2 separate regions of the Oryctolagus cuniculus genome follow, and region 2 is linked to region 1. A link is a contact called in public Hi-C data. All regions are on one chromosome and are shown on one strand. The core of a region is the stretch at or near the end of the contact, and the rest is flanking DNA. Distances in the headings are between cores, read along the strand shown.

Region 1 (6,293 bases), core at 2,258-4,757:
CTGTGGCCTGGGAAAGCAGTGGAGGATGGCCCAAGTCCTTGGGCCCCTGCACCCGCGTGGAGACCTGGAAGAAGCTCCTGGCTCCTGGCTTCTGATCGGCGCAGCTGCAGCTGTTGCAACCAGATGGGGAGTGAACCAGAAAGCCTCGCTCTTGCTCTTGCTCTCTCTGCCTATCTGTGTAACTGACTTCCAAATAAATACATACATCTTAAAAAAAAAAAACTCACTCCTAAAACTTGAATTAAAAAAAAAATCTTCATAACAACCTTACAAATAAGTAATATTATCTCCATTTTACTTACTTATTTTGAAAGATTCATTTGTTTATTTGAAAGTAACAGAAAGGGAGAGACACAGAGAGATAGAGAGAGAAATCTTTCATCCACTGGTTCACTTCCCAGATGTTCACAACATCCAGGTCTGGGCCAGGCTGAAGCCAGGACCTAGGACCCCCAGCTAGGTCTCCCACATGGATGGCAGGGGCCCAACACATGGACCATTACCCTCCACCTTCCTACTTGCATTATCAGGAAGCTGGATTAGAAGCTGAGCAGCCAGACCTCAAGCAGGCACTCCAGTATAGGATTCTGTTGTTGCAAGTGGTGGCTTAATCCACTGCACCACAATGCCAGCTCCATCTCCACTTTGCAGATGAGAAAACTGAGGCACAAAGAAGTTGCACTGATTCCTTGAATGTAGCCCTTGAAATGGCTGACACCTGATTGTAGGCTCACTTTTTTTTTTTATAAATAATTTTTTAAAAATTTATTTGACAGGTAGAGTTATATATATATAGAGAGAGGACCTCCTTCCGTTGGTTCACTCCCCAAATGGCTGCCATGGCCGGCACTGGGCCGATCTGAAGCCAGGAGCCAGGTACCTCCTCCTGGTCTCCCAAGCGGGTTCAGAAGCCCAAGCACTTGGGCCATCCTTCATTGCCTTCCTGGGCCGCAGCAGAGAGCTGGACTGGAAGAGGAGCAACTGGGACTAGAACCCGGCGCCCATATGGGAGGATTAACCAAGTAAGCCACAGCGCCGGCCCCTCACTTTTTTTTTTGACAGGCAGAGTGGACAGTGAGAGAGAGAGACAGAGAGAAAGGTCTTCCTTTGCCGTTGGTTCACCCTCCAATGGCCGCTGCGGCTGGCGCACCGCGCTGATCCGAAGCCAGGAGCCAGGTGCTTCTCCTGGTCTCCCAAGCGGGTGCAGGGCCCAAGCACTTGGGCCATCCTCCACTGCACTCCCTGGCCACAGCAGAGAGCTGGACTGGAAGAGGAGCAACCAGGACAGAATCCAGTGCCCCGACTGGGACTAGAACGCGGGGTGCTGGCGCCGCTAGGCGGAGGATTAGCCTATTTAGCCTCATTGCTGGCCCACTTTTTAAAAATGTTAATTTTTGCCTCCTGGTTTAGCTCATAGGTTCCTTGAGGGAAGAGCCCTTGTCCTTTTCTCCTCATAGTTCCCTTGCTTCTCTCTTCCCAGCTTTCCCCAGAGCACTCTGTGCTGCACCTAACGAGTGCTTCTGCAGTTGGGTCTGTTGGATGGCTGGTCCATTGTTGTTATGGCCCACTTTTCTTGCTGGTGGTGCCATCTTGACTGCTCTTGATTTGGGTCCCAACGAGGGAGATCAAGGAGATCCTGGGTGAGGGAACTGGGCTTCCACCCCAAAGGGCAGTGATTCTGCTTGTCCACTAGAGGCCGCCTTAAGCCCAGTTTTAGAGAGCCAGCAATTCAGCCCACCCCACCTCAGGGGTCATCTCCAACCCCAAGTCTATCCTAGAACCCAAGGCCTCAGAGACAGTCTGCGGTTCTTCCCACAGATCATCAGAGTCTTATACCAGAGATGAGCTCCAGAGTGAAAACAGCTGGTGGCAGCAGGATAGCATGATGTCCCGGCTGGTTCCAGCCGTCTTTCAATTTGCCAGGTCTGCAAATGGACACTGAGTGCCTTACGAAGCACCAGCTGTGTACCACACAGAGTGTTAGAGTCTGGGGAACAATGCAGACTCTGTCCCTGCTCTCCCAGCTGTCAGGATATAATGAGGTAAGCACGCCTGAAATTGTTGCATTGTGTGATAGGCTGCTGATGTGATTTCTGTTCCAGGGCTGGCTCTTGGGTTTCTCTGCACTGTGGATATCGCATGGGAAAGCTACCTGCTTGAGGGAAAGGAGGCCGTCGTCAAAGAAAAAGAAAAGAAAGAAAGAAAAAGAGAACCTTGGCCAGCTTTTGGAAAGACACTGCAGAGCTCACTCCTCTACGGATGTGGAAGGATTCCCTGTGTCTTTGGGCATCTCTGAGGCGTCTGAGGTAGAGGTGGGCACTGGAGATGAGGAAGCGCCAGGCCAACCTGATGCTGTTTTGCTGTTTTCCTTTCTTTAAGCAGCCTGGGAAACAAGCAGATACTCCAGATTTTGGGGTGTGAGTCAGTCTGCTGGCTTTCTCACTGATTTCTCTTTGCCTCTTTCTTGTCTTAGTTCCTTTTTCTCAGATCGTCCGTCAATCAACATATTCACGAAATGAATATTGTGTGAATATGAGATGAAATGTGGTATTCAGGGCATTTTTTTTTTTTCACCCAGAAGCATGTGGTCAGGGAAGTTAGAGCAGCACTGGAGAGGTAAAACAGAGAGAAGAAAGAGATGGTTACAACAAAACTGGAGAGATAAGATAGAAGGAAGAAGACAGACTCCCACGCAATGCAGCATTTTTATGAGTGCAAGTTGGTTGTTGCAGTTGCTGCTGGGCCTGATGGGTCTGGAAAGACTGCCTTCCTGAGCAAGCTGGCTGGGGCCTTCCAGAAGCTGCCCTCAACAGGCCCAGCAGTGGGTTTCTTTGCAAGGAGTATTCTCAGAGGACAGATGGACAGGCCAAAGCCCCTCCGCACCTAGCTGTCATTCTGCTGTGCCTGGACAAGGGACTCAGAGGCCTCTGAGCTCAACATTCCTGAGAAGCAGCTTCTGAGTCAGAGCCCCAGAAAGAGCTGAGGCAGCTTCAGGCTGGAGTCTTGGCTCCGCTTTCCCCCTTTCTGTCCAAAAACAACTCCCTCCCTAGCTATTTGGATGTGACCAGAAACCCAAGCAGGGTTCTAGGGTAGGAGCCTGGCTCAGCCAAAGTCCATTAAATGGATTTGGCTACTGCACCCCACTTTCGGGCTATGGCTGTCAGGTAGAGGCATGTGCCCAGTGACACCTGCAGCAGGAAGTCCAAGGGCCAGGTGCCTATAAGTCATGGCCCCCAGTGTGGCAATTGTTGGGGTGTCTCTGGGGAGGGGGGTTCAGAATTAGGACTTGGCTTGAATTAAAGACAGCAGTGTTCCCCAGGCAATCTGCCAGTGCCTCCTCACTGCCTGGGCGTGGGGCCCAGGACATGCCAGGGCAATGCCAGGGAGCTGACTCAGGGGGCGGCACGAGGGGAACAGAAAAACCCTTCCCACCCACCAGCTAAGAGAGCAGACAAAGCTACCCTGAGGTCCCTGTGACGCCCTAGTCTGGTGGTGCCAGACCACCTAGAGGCTCTGTGTGCGAGTTCCCTCTTCAGACCCCAGATCCATGCCTCATAATGCCTGGGGCCATCAGCAGAAGGTCAGGGCTCCCTCTCATTCCTGGAGTTCCCCTGTCTCTGTGAAGCCCTCCAGGTGCACAGTTCTGGGTCCCCATACCTTCCACAATTGATTCAGGGCCTGCCATTGCCACTTTCTTATGACTGACAGTAAGCAAGTCACTTACCATGGTGACACCTAGACTCCCTTTATTTCAGGGAGATGGATAAAACCTGTGTGCCCTATAGAACTGCAGCAAGGATCAAAAGAGATAATGTCTATGATGGTACCTTGCAAACCATAAAGCACAGCTGTGGTAACAGATTATTGTTGTCATGATTATGCCTCAGACAAGAATTCCAGCCTTTGGCCCTGCACCTCAGAGTCTTCGAGTCTTTTTTTTTTTTTTTTTCTTTTCTTTTTTCATCTGACAAGTTGCTCTGAAGCAGTGCTGAAATCCTAACCCAGTCCTGAGCCAGGAGTCTTGACACAGGCTCATTTGCCTGGTGCAATGGTGCCAACCCAGGGAAGCAAGCCCCACTCCCCAGCTCTGTTAAACCGGTTCTTTCTCTTCTAATCAGACTCCTCCAGTCCAGTTTGCCTGCAGTGATGGCAAAGTAACTTAAAATAGCACAGGCTCTGCAAACACCGCTCAAGACTGGGCTTGGGGCATGAGGTGCTGCTGTTACCCGCGGGCCTGTCTGGGCATCACAGCCAGGCACAGTCCTCCACCCTCCACGGTCTGGCCTGTCTTTATGCAGCACCAGAATGACAGGGCCTGCTGTCAGCACTTTGGGTGGCTGAATTGGATGACTATTTAGAAAACTGGCTTGGCTCAGGGTGCCAGGGGAGGGGGCTTTCTGTTTTTCTCGGGGCTCTCATGCCTGCACTCTTGGGATTTCTCCTTGTACCAAGAGGTCAGGTGAGCTGGGCTAAGAGTAAGCAGCTGTTGTTGTGGCCCTGAGGAGGGCTGTGGACTGGGTAGCAGACAAGTCTGATTCTGTGGACCCTGCAGCCAGCAGGCCTTGGCTTGTCGCTATAGCTACAGAACCAGTTTGGTGTGTAGCTGCTAGGGTGCCTCTCTGTGGGCTGCTGGGCTTGTCTCAGCCCTCAGACTTCCCATGGGGCCTTCATATGACTTACCCTGGTGGGAGTGGTGGCTTCCAGGACAGATGCAAATGAGGAAGCTTGCAGCAGGGAGCCATGGGTAAGAATTGCTGTTCTAGCAGGAACATTCATCATTGCTGAGTCCTTCTTGAATTCCCTTTATTTTAAGCAGTCATTTCTATTTGGCATAAGTCTCCATCCTTAGAACTTTCTCATCCAGCTTTCAAACACTTTAGTTATGTGTTCCTTTCCTGAGTGCTTGCTGTAAGAAAGACAAAGTCTTAGTTTATGTCAGCATTCCAAATTGATGGTCTATTGGCCAAATACAGCCTTCAGATTTATTTTTGTTGATATCTACAATTTCAGTTGGGAAATTTTAATATTAAATAATCTAAATTTCATGGTGAGTGTTGTGATACAGCAGGTTAGGCTGCTGCTTGGGATGCCTGCATTTCGTATTGGAGTGTCAGCTCCAGTCCTGGCTTCTCTGCTTCTGATTCAACTCCTTGCTAAAACACTTGGGAAAGCAGTGGAAAATGGTCCAAGAACTTGGGCCCCTGCCACCATATGGAGTCCCAGGCTCCTGGCTTCAGCTTGGCTCAGCCCTGGTCATGATGACAATTTGGGGAATGAACCAGCAGGTGAAAGGTCTTTCTGTCTCTCCCTCTGTATATATATCTCTGTATTCCAAAGAAATAAAATAAATCTTATAAAAATAAGGTAAGTTATCTATTTTTTAAAGATTTATTTTATTTATTTGAAAAACAGAGTTACAGAGAGAGGCAGAGAGAGGCAGAGGGAGAGAGAAGGGTCTTCCATCTGATGGTTCACTCCCCAAATGGCTGCAACTGCTGGAGCTGTGCCGATCCAAGGCCAGGGGCCAGGAGCCAGGAGCTTCCTCTGGGTCTCCCACGTGGGTGCAGGGCCCCAAGGACCTGGGCCATCCTCTACTGCCTTCCCAGGTCACAGCAGAGAGCTGGATCAGAAGAGGAACAGCCAGGACCAGAACTGGCGCCCATATGGGATGTCGGCGCTTCAGGCCAGGGCTTCAATCTGCTGTGCCATGGTGCTGGCCCAAGGGTAAGTTATCAGATAGCAAGACAGCTTAGTACTCCTGGGTTACATCAGGGAAAATGCAGAATGCGCAGCTCATAGTTATTCTGCCTGGAAGGCAAAGGTATTAGAGTATTATCAACCAAACCCATCATCCTTGTCTGGGGGCTGATACGTTGTGGGGGAGGACAGGTAACCATGGTGGAAATTCCTGGGCAACTTCTGGCCTGCTGTGCAGTAGGGAAGAGTGAGCTACAGAGGCTGGAGGAAGCTGACATTGCTAGCATATGTTATGAGAAAGGATTTAGTACAACTGGCCTTCAGTTTCAAGTTGGCAGGAATTAGTGAGAGATGAGTAACAGATGTCCTTTTAGTCAAGGCAAGAGTTTTCTGGTTTTCCATAATCCTTACCTTTCCCTACTGTCCTACACTTAGCCTGTTTCTCTGTTGATATCACCTGTCAGTCTCTCAAGTGCTTGCTTTTGTGACCCCTGGCTTACGTCTATGTATAGGCTACTCCACTCTAGCCACGAACCCCGGTGTTTCTGTTTCCAATGGTTTATTTCCTGTTCAACTTTTCATCCTGCAGGGCAGTT
Region 2 (5,644 bases), core at 1,044-3,543, 250 kb after region 1:
GGGTTTCATCCAAATTTAAAAAATTTTTTTTCATAAAATATGAACGTGTCTAACTTTCTTTAAATATATCCATAAAACATGGGACAATAAGCACGGATTTCAGTATGAAATGGAGATTCCTAAAAAAGAATCAGAAAACTACTTATGCCACCAACTATGGAAAGAATGAGGACTTTGGAGACATACTTGGGTTTGAATCCTCTGTGACCTTAAGGCTTAGTTTCCTTATCTGTAAAATGGGCCTAATTCATTTCTAACTGATTATTTTGAGGAGTAACAGTGCATTGTGGCCGGCGCCACTGCTCACTTGGCTAATCCTCCACCTGCGGTGCCGGCACCCTGGGTTCTAGTCCCAGTTGGGGCGCTGGATTCTGTCCCGGTTGCTCCTCTTCCAGGCCAGCTCTCTGCTGTGGCCCGGGAGTGCAGTGGAGGATGGCCCAAGTGCTTGGGCCCTGCACCCACATGGGAGACCAGGAGGAAGCGCCTGACTCCTGGCTTTGGATCAGCATAGCGCACTGGCCGTAGTGGCCATTTAGAGGGTGAACCAATGGAAAAGGAAGACCTTTCTCTCTCTCTCTCTCTCTCTCTCTCTCACTCTCACTCTCACTCTCTCTCACTGTCTAACTCTGTCAAAAAACAAACAAACAAAAAAAACAGTGCATTGTATATGGCCTGCATATTAATGGGTACTCAGTAAATGTCATTTCCTTCTTCCCCAAGTGCTGTTGCTAAATTTTTTTAAGGATTTATTTGAAAGGCAAAGTTACAGAGAGGCAGAGAGAGAGATCTTCCTTCTGCTGGTTCACTCCCCAAGTGGCCATAATGGCTGAAGCTGCACTGAGCTGAAGCCAGGAGCCTGGAACTTCTTCCAGATCTCCCACTGGGGTGCAGGGGCCCAAGAACTTGGGTCATCTTCCACTATTTTCCCAGGCACTGCAGGCAGCGGCTTTACCCACTATGCCACAGCACCAGTCCCCTGCTGTTGCTAATTAGCTGGGACTTCTTGAGCAAGTCATTTAGATTTTGTGAGTCTTGTTTTTTGCATCTACAAAGTGAAGATATTGCCTGTCCTGTGTCTCTCACAGGGCTGTTGTGAGGATTCAGTAAGATAATAAATGTGGGAGGGAAAAGATAATGGATGTGAAAGCATTTTATTAACTGTCAACATGTATTTTTATTAATATTATTCCTAAATGAGTTTTGAGTAGGTTTTCCGTTTCTTTGTTAAGGGTGCCTCTTTAGATGGAAGAGTTGACATCCAAGGTTACATATATGTCAGTTTTGTACATGTTCTTCTGAAGTCTCATGTGAACATACATTCACTTTGTCACTTTTTTACCCTCTTAAAATCAAACCTTTGAGTGGAGGCCCCATTCTGAGAAGCTGTAAGAGCAAACCGAATGTGTTCAGTCTGACAAAGGCGGTTTTAGGTTTTCTGGCGCCACCTGGAGGCAAAGAGGGAGAAGTGTCTCTGAAGGTTGTATTTTGGGTGTGAGGGGTACTCGGGTGTTTAAATGTTGCGTTGTCATTGCCAGGTTGTCTCAGCGGCTCGCATCTTACTTAGGAATCCTGGAAACCAAGCAGCTTATGAACATTTTGAGACCATGAAGAACCAGTGGATTGACAATGTGGAGAAGATGACAGGTAGAGTTTTGTGTGCAGTGCTTGTTGTCTAATCCGTGAGGAATGAGTTCTGAGAAACTTGAGCAGGACCGGTTAAGTTACTCAGCTGTAGTGGGATAAAGGATCAGTCATGTGCTCAGCAGTGAACTTGGCCCTGATTAGGGCTGCCGAGCAGCCGCGGCTTCTGATTCAAGCTTTGCAACTTTGTCGGAAGAGAGACTCTTTGAGCCTTTTATTTTAATGCTGCCCTCCCAGTGTGATGTTTATGGTTACAGTTCCTATTTCTCTTTGAATAGTGTCTTTGCCCAGTCTGAGCCAGAGTTTGGTTTCAGAGGCTGGGAGTCGGTGTCTTTGGATACAGTAAGTCTCCCTGTCATTTTCAGTCGGTTCACATTTCAAGGAACCACAATAGCTACCATTTAATACAACTTGTCTCAGAGTTCCCTCCGACTTTATCGACCATGCTGTTTTTTAAAAAGGGAGAAACCAGCCACCCGCGAACCTGTGCCCGTTCGACTGAAGTGGCACCTCTGAATCTTCTTCATTCTCTGTGCAGGGAGGGATAGGCAGGAAGGGACGAAGCGCGGAATGTAGGCTCTTCCCTGCCTGTGCAGGACCTGCTGTGACAGGGGCTGTAGCAGCCAGAAATGAAAGTGGAGCTCCTGAGGAGTCTGAAGAGGTAACGGAAACCAGAGCCGCCGGTTAGGGTTCTTGGAGTTCTGCGCGTGGCTCACCTTGGGCACCACAAGCTGCCAACAAGCAACAGATGGCCGGGGAGTGAGACGAGAAGGGAGGAAATGTTATTAACAGATAACATGGTGGCGATGCGGTGCCGGTGTCAGACGCAATCCTTGCTTACTCCTGATGCTGCTGCATTGCCGGCTGTCTGTAGATGCGAGAAGGCCAGTGCCCATGGTTGGTATAAATGCTGCAAGTCCGTTTGGCTTCTGGCTGTGTCCTCACTGAATTTTTATACTGTGGTGTTCCTGGAAGTTTTTGACTGCATAGAAAAAACTTGGAGCTGAAGGAGAAAATTCTGGGTGTTACACTTTCTCAGGAGAAACCGGAGTGGACAACAGTGTTTTGGAGGCTCTGTTCTTGTAAAACAGAAACCAAATTCCATTTCTGTTCTGACAGGGCTGGTCGACGAAGCCATTGATACCAAATCTCTGCTGGATGCTTCCGAAGAAGCTATTAAAAAAGACCTGGATAAGTGTAAGGTAGCCATGGCCAACATTCAGCCGCAGATGCTGGTCGCGGGGGCAACCAGCATTGCTCGTCGGGCCAACCGAATCCTGCTGGTGGCTAAGAGAGAGGTGGAGAACTCTGAGGATCCCAAGTTCCGTGAGGCTGTGAAAGCCGCCTCTGACGAACTGAGCAAAACCATCTCCCCAATGGTGATGGACGCAAAGGCTGTGGCTGGAAACATTTCTGACCCTGGTAAGCAACAACGCATGGTGTGGTTCACCTCAGCTAGGTTAACTCAGGGAAGATGGTGAGAGAATATGTACCCTACAGCCACCAAATACAAGGCCTGTGCACAAAAACTATAGATGCCTAGTCTGTAGTCTCTGCAGTGTTGATGGGCTTGTGGTCAGCTAGTGTCTTCTGGATCATCTTCTCTTTGCTTCTTTAATGTTGTCTGGCTAAATAGCTCCTGGCCCTCTTCAGTCTTTATTTTGGAATTTTCTAAAAAGGTGCATGGCAACCAGTTTATCACCCATTTAGGTTATATAACTGGCATAATGTCTTTTATGCTATTCTCCTCTCCTTTTTCTCTTTTCTTATTTGAGAGGCAGTGTCACACACACACACACACACACAGATGGAGTGAGAAAGAGAGAGCACTCCCATATGCTAGTTCACTTCCCGAATGCACACAAAGACTGAGACTGGACTAGGCCAAAGCTGGGAGCTGGGAACTCAATCCAGTTTTCCCATGTGGGCAGCAGGAACCCAGTTTCTTGAGATATCACCATTGCCTCCCAGGGTCTGTATTGGCAAGAAGTTAGAGTCAGGAGCCACAGGTGGGCAGGTATGGAACCCAGGTACTTTGATATGGGATGGCTGTCCTAACTGCTAGGCTAAAAACCTGCTTGTTTTGGGATTTTCTTTAAATGTGTTTTCTTTGCAAACTGTTTTCTATTTCCATCCATTCTGGAAGGCTTTAGTTGACTTCTGGATCTGTTAGATCCTGCATCAAATTATCTGGATTTTCTTCAGCAGTAATTTGATCAATTTTTCCATGCTCCTAAAGCAGATATTAATTGGGGCCACTCCTTTGATTGGAATCACCTGAAATCCTTCTGGTTCCGAGCATCCAGTGTTTCTAGCCATTTCTATGAGTAGAATCCAGTCAGTTTGAAAGAGTGCTTGTCCTATTTACCCCCAACCCAAGCAGAATCTAATATCCTCAGTCTGCCATCACTAATGACAAGCTTAGTTTCCTAATTCAAGTTTCTGATGCCTTGACTAGATTCCAGAATTCCAGGCGCCTGGACTTGGCCGCCACAGCCCACTGTAAGGGTTAACATGCTGAGTGGCGAGTAGAGCCAAGGAGCAGGGAGAGAGGACTGCGAGGGACTCTCCATCCAGCCTGAAACTGACATCTCCCAGGTGCTGAGTCAGGCACACTTCCCTCTTGACTACCTCATCATAAGAGCGGGGATGGGGGCTGCCTGAGCCCCAAATGGCCACACCCCAGAGTCTCCTGAAGACTTGTTAAGCAGTAGCGCCAAGAAAACACCCGAACACGACAGGAACAGTTGGCTTGTGACACGTCCTGCCCTGCGCAGGCCCTGCCTTGCTCCCCTCCAGTCACTCCCTGTGTTCACTGGCAGCCTCACGTGCAGCTCTTGTTACTGGAAACCAGCCCTGCTGCACAGACAGTACTTCAGGGCACTGGGCTGCTCAGCTGAAAAGGAGGGTGTCTTGTTTTTAGGGCTGCAAAAGAGCTTCCTGGACTCGGGATACCGGATCCTGGGAGCCGTGGCCAAGGTCAGAGAAGCCTTCCAACCTCAGGAGCCTGACTTCCCGCCTCCCCCACCAGATCTCGAACAGCTCCGTGTAAGTCAACTCAGAGGGGTGGGGAGAACGGGGCCGCATGGTGTTGGGGCAGGAGCCAGAGAAAGATGGCCTGTATTCTAGAGCCTCGGTCGTGAGGTGGCTTGGCTCAGCCTTTACTTGGAGCCTAGTGGGAGGTGGATACGGACTTTGCATCTCAGTCTCGAGGTTTCATAATATGCATGGGTCAGTCAGTGGCTGTGGCACTGGCTTGCTGTGATGGGCAGTGAGTGACTGGAGCGGAAGAGCTGGCTTTGGTAAGTGTGGATGTGGTGAGTGATTGGTGGTGAGTGTGGTAACAGAACCTGGACAGCTTGTGGGGAGGAGACTTGGAAGTGTCCCTGGCTGATAATGGCAAAACCGAAGTGGTGAGTCTCATCCAGGTTCTTGCCTTCACTTAGCTTGTATTCTTTTTCTTTTTCTTTTCCCATGAATTAGGAAGAAGTTATTTGCAGATACAAATCCTAGAAACAAAGTACTTGTATTTGTTATATTTTGGTATTTATTCCAACTAACAGTATCAGAAATCCCTTGACTTTAGAAACAGCATATCAAGACAACCATTTGATTTACTTTCTTTGATTACTTTTCTCATACTTCGTATCAGTAGATGTTGTTTCTTAAGCTGGTAGAGGACCTAATTAGGTCTCCTGCAGGGAGCCGAGCAACAGTGCTTCCCTGCAGCCGGCACTTCCTTTCATTCTCTCCGTCTGGGCTGGTGGTGGGTGGCAGGGCCAGGGCAGAGAGCTACTCCTGGGGCATGGTTTCTCCTGTGATCAACAGATTGATGACATTTAGAATGAGGATCCTGGAGGCCATTTGGCTTAGTTTCCCTTCATTGACAGATGAGGAACCTGAGCCTAGGTTACTTGCCTTAGCGGCTGCCCTTTGATAAAACTAGAACCAGAACCCAAACTTGTATCTTGTGTGGGGATCTTTTTTGGGACCCAGTCCTGGA

The links. A called contact is a pair of places that touch in the nucleus more often than the background predicts.
Region 2: a Hi-C map of an unstated tissue shows a contact between it and region 1, with 5 times the contacts expected there. The contact joins two enhancer-like sites. A contact is called at or near these places in 2 of 6 Hi-C or Micro-C datasets (ear pinna and an unstated tissue).

Annotation. Positions count from the first base shown.
Region 1 is chr15:64,917,839-64,924,131 of mOryCun1.1, forward strand. No RefSeq gene overlaps it. Among named protein-coding and RNA genes, the nearest start is that of CAMK2G, 16 kb to the left of the region's middle. Within about 2 kb of position 3,508, at least 4 of the 8 cell types and tissues checked have an H3K27ac peak or open chromatin away from gene starts, as enhancers often do.
Region 2 is chr15:65,165,363-65,171,006 of mOryCun1.1, forward strand. VCL (vinculin) reads left to right here. Exons shown (of 21, transcript XM_002718406.5): 15 at 1,536-1,644; 16 at 2,761-3,063; 17 at 4,565-4,689. Among named protein-coding and RNA genes, the nearest start is that of AP3M1, 39 kb to the right of the region's middle. Within about 2 kb of position 2,294, at least 1 of the 8 cell types and tissues checked has an H3K27ac peak or open chromatin away from gene starts, as enhancers often do.